Regions from separate parts of the Triticum aestivum genome. Here region 1 is linked to region 2. Evidence: chromatin contacts called from public Hi-C data. All regions are on one chromosome and are shown on one strand. Each heading gives the region's core, a stretch centred on a gene start, on an enhancer-like site or on the middle of the called end of the contact. The rest is flanking DNA. Distances are from core to core; before and after follow the strand shown. Region 1 holds the start of LOC123137891 (probable tocopherol O-methyltransferase, chloroplastic). Region 2 has its middle 180 kb from the start of LOC123137890.

What was found. A called contact is a pair of places that touch in the nucleus more often than the background predicts.
Region 1: a Hi-C map of leaf shows a contact between it and region 2, with 2.9 times the contacts expected there. The contact joins the promoter of LOC123137891 here to the enhancer-like site in region 2. A contact is called at or near these places in 2 of 5 Hi-C or Micro-C datasets (both in leaf).

The regions. Positions count from the first base shown.
Region 1 is chr6B:541,650,406-541,653,812 of IWGSC CS RefSeq v2.1, reverse strand. It overlaps LOC123137891 (probable tocopherol O-methyltransferase, chloroplastic), which reads right to left and starts at 2,146. Exons shown (of 6, transcript XM_044557755.1): 1 at 1,736-2,146; 2 at 415-584; 3 at 195-299. The coding sequence starts at 2,105.
Region 2 is chr6B:541,208,530-541,211,829 of IWGSC CS RefSeq v2.1, reverse strand. No RefSeq gene overlaps it. Among protein-coding and RNA genes, the nearest start is that of LOC123137890, 180 kb to the right of the region's middle. Within about 2 kb of position 1,454, at least 8 of the 8 cell types and tissues checked have an H3K27ac peak or open chromatin away from gene starts, as enhancers often do. A contact at or near this core is called in leaf, where this site is marked.

The sequences.
Region 1 (3,407 bases), core at 897-3,396, 440 kb before region 2:
GTAATTACATGTTCTTGAAAAAAGGTAATTACATAAATAGGTAATATGGATTTTCCAACAACACCAAGTTATTTGCAAGAGATACATATCGACCCAGTCTGTCACACAAACTGATATAATATTTTGGCAGCTTGTCTTGAACGGTTTTGCAATGACTCATACTGTTTAGTTTCTTCTAGAACTAGTATGTTTACCTTCTGTTTGTTCGGCATGTGCTCACCACTCTCCATAGACCAGACAAGATCAAACTGCCCATCAGGAAATGGTTGCTCCAGAGCATCAGCAACTTGGAAAGAAGCCTGGGCCAAACATGTGCACATTGTCACTTCCAAAACCAAACCAAACCCCAAGTAGGTCTGAGGTCAGAGATTGAAACCCCAAACTAATTGGCAAGAGCGGAACAGTAGAAAAAACCTTGTCCGACAACCCCTGCACTGCTGCGAGGGCATTTCCTCTCTCGGCTTGCACTGGGCTCAATGTGATCCCAGAGCATTGTGCTCCATATTTGTTCGCCAGGTATCTTGAGCTACCACCGATTCCGTATCCAACATCAACAATCGTTTTCGGTTTGTTTGTCGGATCGTCTGCAAGCACAGGCATTCCCTCAAAAACAGCAGTAAATCCTGCACTATACACTTGAAGTACAGATCAAGCAAATTCTCCATACATAATGACAAATTGGCCAAGTTTGTTTTGAACAAGGTGCTATATTCTCTCTAAATGTCTCTTTTAACCTTTTTTATTAATTTGAACTAGCTTGATTTCCCATGGAACTATGCTGCAAGATACTACTGAACTGAAGATGTAGTTGAGGTTATGTAACTGTAATACTTATGACTGAACATATATTCATATTTATTATTAAATTTTAGGCAGCTATAATACCTGATAAGTCTACGACATTCTTTTCATGCTATCTCAATTAAAGAAACAATGCATATATCGTCGAGAGTGAGCATAAGATGAAATCACACTCTAGCACCAAAATTACAGGAGACCCCAAACTTAATTTCTCAAAGAAAGAAGTCGTAACTCATAAAATAATTTTGAAATAAACTTAAGACAATCCTAAAAAAAGGTAAAAGCAAAAACTCTACAGAAATTGAAAGGGAATGTTCAGAAGAGAATTTGTAGGGGAGGGAATGGCTACCAGCCTACCACGTAGCACTAGTGCGGTCTTCTAAACGGGCTGATCGAGAGCTGTATTATACGTACATCTAAAAGAAACAGGTGTACTGCATAGCGTTTACTGACTTTCCTTTTAAAACAAAATTTTATACAGACTACAGTACTAAAGTATTACCGCAAATTACTAGAGAACTATAGCCTTGGGAATTTGGAGAGCACAACCACTGTGAGCCACACTCTGGTAGGAGTTCTGACTGGAGCGGCAGAACGTACTGCAAAAACATTCGCAGCTCAGGCACATTTTTGGGCCCAAATCCAGATTGGCTCGCTGGTGCCACGACGGCGAGCAGAGTGCCAGAGAGTACTGGCAGAGCAGTGATAAGACGACCAAGCTCAATCCAAACAGTGCCATCTCGTACTTGCAAAAGCAATGGTCACCAGCGTGGCAACTGGCAAGTACAGGCAGTCGGATGGATAGCTCAGCTCAATATACAGTGCACAAATCCGACCCGTGGGCTGTTGCTGGCCAGCAACGAATTGGGCCGGCACGGTTGAACCAAGCAGATAGTTCGATCTTGGTGCGAATTGCGACACGAACGTTGCTTACCGGGGACGGCGGCGAAGGCGAGGGCCTCCTCGATCATGCGGATCTGGGCGCGGCGGTGGTCGGACATGGAGGCGGCCTCGCCGGAGTCGTAGAAGCCGTGGTGCATGTGCTCGCCCCAGATGCTCTCCCACAGGCCGGACGACTCGTCGTAGAGCCCCGCGATGCCCTCCTTCAGCCCCGGCGGCGCCGCGTCGGCCCGGGCCGCGGTCGTCGACGACGCCATCGGGCGCACGGAGCGCGTCGGCCGGGAGGAGCGGCAGGACAGGCCGGGGGACGGGGCGAGCCGCGTGGCCGAGGCTCGGTCGAGGCGGCGGCGCGGCGTCCAGGCGGTGGAGAGGAGTGAGTGGAGCAGGGCGGCGGAGTTTGCCATTTTGTATTTGGAGCCTCGTGAGCGCCTGACAGCTCCGGAGGTGGAGTAGTATTTTTTATTGACGCGAGGTCACGTGGGCCACACACGCCAGTGCCAGGCAGCTCAGCGTGCCGCCGGATGCCAGACGAACGTACACCTGTGCGATTGCGGTAAAAGTTGGGGCGAAGATGGGCGGCTACGAGAGGCGAGACTCGTCGCATCTACTAGCCCATTGTCAAGCTAGCTAGCCATAGCCCACGCTACTGTGACTTGACATTGTCTCCGTGCCAAACTAGCAGTGACTCCTCTCGCTCCTTCGGCGTTTTGCTCCGGCTGGAATAGGACTAGTACTGAGCTCCTTTTGCTACCACACGTACAAATAAAAGGCCTAAATAAAACATACAAATAAAAGGAAATTTATTTTGTTAACATTGGATTTTCAGGAGAATTGGGTGAATCTAATTATGCAGTGTGTTTCCACCGTGGAGCACCGAGTTTTAAACCTACTAGAGGATCAAGGCAGGGAGACCCTCTATCTCTCTACTTATTCTTGTGTGTACCAAGGGCCTGACTGCCCTTTTGGCTAATGCGGAGGAGAATGGTTTTTTGTCCGGAGTAAAAGTCAGTAAAGATGCTCCAGTGATTTCTAATATTCCCTTTGCTAAGGATTCACTGATCCTCATGAGATCTAATGCCATGAACGCGAAGGTGCTGAAAGTAGCATTAGATTCTTACTATGCTGCCTCGGGGCAGATGGTGAGCGTAGAGAAATCAAGCATCATTTCTAGTCCCAATACGAAAGTGAACAACAATGCAAAAATCTGCACATTTTGAATCTTATGAGTGAAGCCCTCATTTGGATTTACCAGCGAATGCCGGTATGGACAAAAGCTCCTGCTTTTATTTCCTGATTGATCAAATTATTACAAAAGTTAGTGGATGAAAAGAAAAATTCTTATCTGCCAGAGGTAAGAAAATTCTCCTCAAGTATGTTGGACAAGCTATTCCCACCCGAGCCAGGCACACATGTGGACCCGACTCAGGCGCGCAAAGTAGCCCGACAAAGCCAGCAGGACGGCCCCTCGCACAGCCAACTTGACGCAGCGCCGGTGCACCTAGGTGTCACAACACGCGAGCCGCATGTGTACCCGTGTGGGGCAAACCAAACAACCCGAAAAGGCCCACGCGTGAGCCGGTGCCGCGACTGCAACGCACCCCCGGCTGGCACGACCAGACCAACACGACAAGGACTGAAGACGCCGACACGCGGGCCTGGCCAACGCTATTGCGCGTGGGCAGCGTGCGATAGTGCCGACGCGGGTG
Region 2 (3,300 bases), core at 205-2,704:
GCGTACCCGGCCGGTGAGCAGACCTAGCAACCTCCATTACAAAGGAAGTCGCGTTACGCAGTCCAACCTGGCGCGCGCCGCTCAGTCGCTCATCTCACAAAGGCTTCGGCTGATACCACGACGTCGAGTGCCCATGTCTTTCTCGCGTAGTTAGTTAGTGCGTATAGGCCAGTGGCCAGACTCAGATCAAATACCAAGATCTCGTTAAACGTGTTATTATGAAGCAACCGCGAACGCCGACCAGGGCCAGGCCCACCTCTCGCCTAGGTGGTCTCAACCTACCCTTTCGCTCCGCCACAAAGATCCACACAGAGGGCCGTCGGGACAAATGTCCTTTCAGCCCCCAATCCGTGAATCACTCGCGGGTACTCAACGAGCCGACCCGACTTTAGTCACCATCTGTATGATATGTATATATGTATAGTATATACCCGTGATCACCTCCCGAGTGATCACTGCCCAATAGTATAGCAAGGCAGACTGACAAGAATGTAGGACCAATGATGATAAACTAGCATCCTATACTAAGCATTTATGATTGCGGGTAAGGTATCAATGACTGTAGCAACAATGACAGGCTATGCAACATAATAGGAGTAACCGAACAGTAACATGCTGCACTACTCTAATGCAAGCAGTAGAGAGAAGAATAGGCGATATCTGGTGATCAAAGGGGGGCTTGCCTGGTTGCTCTGGCAAGAAGGAGGGGTCGTCAACTCCGTAGTCAAACTGGGCAGCAGCAGCGTCGGTCTCGTAGTCTACCTGAGAGAAGAGGAAGAAGAAACAGTAAATAAAATGCAAACATAAGCATGACGATGCATGACATGACAATGAGCGGTGTTAGGTGTGCCCTAACGTGGTAGTAGGTGATACCGACAAAAAGGGGGAAACATCCGGGAAAGTATCCCCGGTGTTTCGCATTTTCAAACAGGTGAACCAGAGGTGAAATGTTGCAGATTCGCTATGCTAGGGATGTGTGGCGGACGAACGGGCTGCGTTTCCAGATTCGTCTCGTCGTTCTGAGCTACTTTCATGTACAAAGTATTTTCATCCAAGCTACGGTTTATTTTATATTAATTTTAAAAGATTTAATCATTTTTTAATTTATTTAATTATTTTACATCAACATTATTCAGAATAGTGTATGCTGACATCGTCATGACATCAGCATGACGTCAACAGTCAACAGGGCGTTGACTGGGTCAAACTTATGTGTGGGTCTCGCATGTCATTGAATGATTATTTAACTGACAATTAATTAGGTTAATTAGTGATTAGGTTAATCTAATTATGATTAATTAAGTTACTCAATTTAGTTAGTTAATTAATTAATTAACATTATTATTATTATTATTTAATTCCCTTTTTTATAAAAAGGTTCTAGGCTAGGCCCAAAGGTCAATGGCCCTAAGGGGCCTAGCGGGTCTGGCGCTAGCGAAAACGGGGCGGAGCCCCGGGGTGGCAGTGGCCTCGGCCACCAGAGGGCTTGCACGCGCGGGCGCACAGAGGTTGGTCGGCGTCCACAGCCAGGAGCTGCGGCAGCGGTGGTGGGCAAGGCCAGCCGGAGCGAGCATGGCCTGTCGCTGCCCGGCGGAGGAGGAGGCGACCCGGCGTGGCTAGCTGTGGCCTGGCGCGGTAGGCAGCAGGGGCGGAGGTAGGCAGCGGTGGGGCGCCGGCACCGGCGAAATAAGATGCGGGCGGCGCGAGCAGCAGGAGTGCCGGCAGGGAGCGGGCCAGGCGTGCGCGTACGGGGCATGGAGGATCACGGCGAGGCGCAGGGCCGAGCGCGATCGACGCGCGGTGGGCGACGCCGGTGACGAAGAAAAAGGGGAGAGAGAGAGGGAGGCCGGAGCCTCACCACGGGGCGTAGGGTACGAGGCAGCGGTGCTCGGGGTGGGGGACGGGGACGGTCGCGTTGACGGAGACGACGGCGACGATGGAGTCCGGCAAGGAGTAGTCAAGGAGGAGGACGAGGATGCAGGACGGCGATGGTTGACGGCTCCGGGCGACGGCGGACGACGAAGGTCGGCCGCAGGGTGTCAGGGGCGACGGGGACGACGGGGATGATGTGGCGGCGGCGGGGTGGCGCTGGGGACGCGTCGGGGGCGGGAGTCGGGCTCGATCCATATCGGGGCTGGGAGCAGGAGAAGGAGTGGGGAGAGTGGGGGATCGACGGGAGTGGGGTGGGTAGCAGTTTAGGGTTTCGGGGGATAGAGGCCATATAGGCCAGGGGAGGTGCGGGGTGGGCCGGTGTGGTTGGGCCAGGCCCAGTGGGTGGGGGAAGCCTTTTCCTTTTGTTTGCTTCTTTTTTTTCCTTTTGTATTTTGTTTTATTTCTTTTCTTTTGTGTTTTAATTTTATATTTTAAATACCTTAGCTTTATAAATTACATTAGTTGCGCATAAATTAGTATTACCAAACATGCCACCACCACAATTAACTTGGCACCTAAAATAAAATAGTTTGTAACCGTTTAATTTTTTTAAAGCTTTTAAATAATTGGGTTTGTTACCGCTTTGTTCATTTTAGAGTTTTAAACACTTTATAAATGTGGGGTTTCTGCACCAACATTTAGTATGGATTATTTGCCACAAACCGAACATTTTAGTTCCAATATTTGAAAAATTTTATTGTTTGAGTTGATTTTGAATTTGAATTCGAACGAGATTTGAAACCAATGGTGATTAGCAACAGTAATCATAGTGACATGACATCATTAGCAGAGAATTAATGTAGCTTAATTATCCGGGCGTCACATCCACCGACCTCAACTCCAACTTTATATATTCCATTTCACGGAGAGAAAAATCAGAGAGGGTTGATCTGGAGCCGCCGCCAAGCCCTAATCTCTCTCGGGAGGGCTGATCTGGAGTCCGTTCGGAGCTCCGGAGAGGGGGATTCGTCGCCGTCGTCATCATCAACCATCCTCCATCACCAATTTCATGATGCTCACTGCCGTGCGTGAGTAATTCCATCGTAGGCTTGCTGGACGGTGATGGGTTGGATGAGATTTAGCATGTAATCAAGTTAGTTTTGTTAGGGTTTGATCCCTAGTATCCACTATGTTCTGAGATTGATGTTGCTATGACTTTGCTATGCTTAATGCTTGTCACTAGGGCCCGAGTGCCATGATTTCAGATCTGAACCTATTATGTTTTCATGAATATATGTGAGTTCTTGATCCTATCTTGCAAGTCTATAGTCACTGATTATGTGTTATGATCTGACAACCCCGAAGTGACAATAATCGGGGTACTTCTCGGTGATGAACGTAGTTTGAGGAGTTCATGTATTCACTATG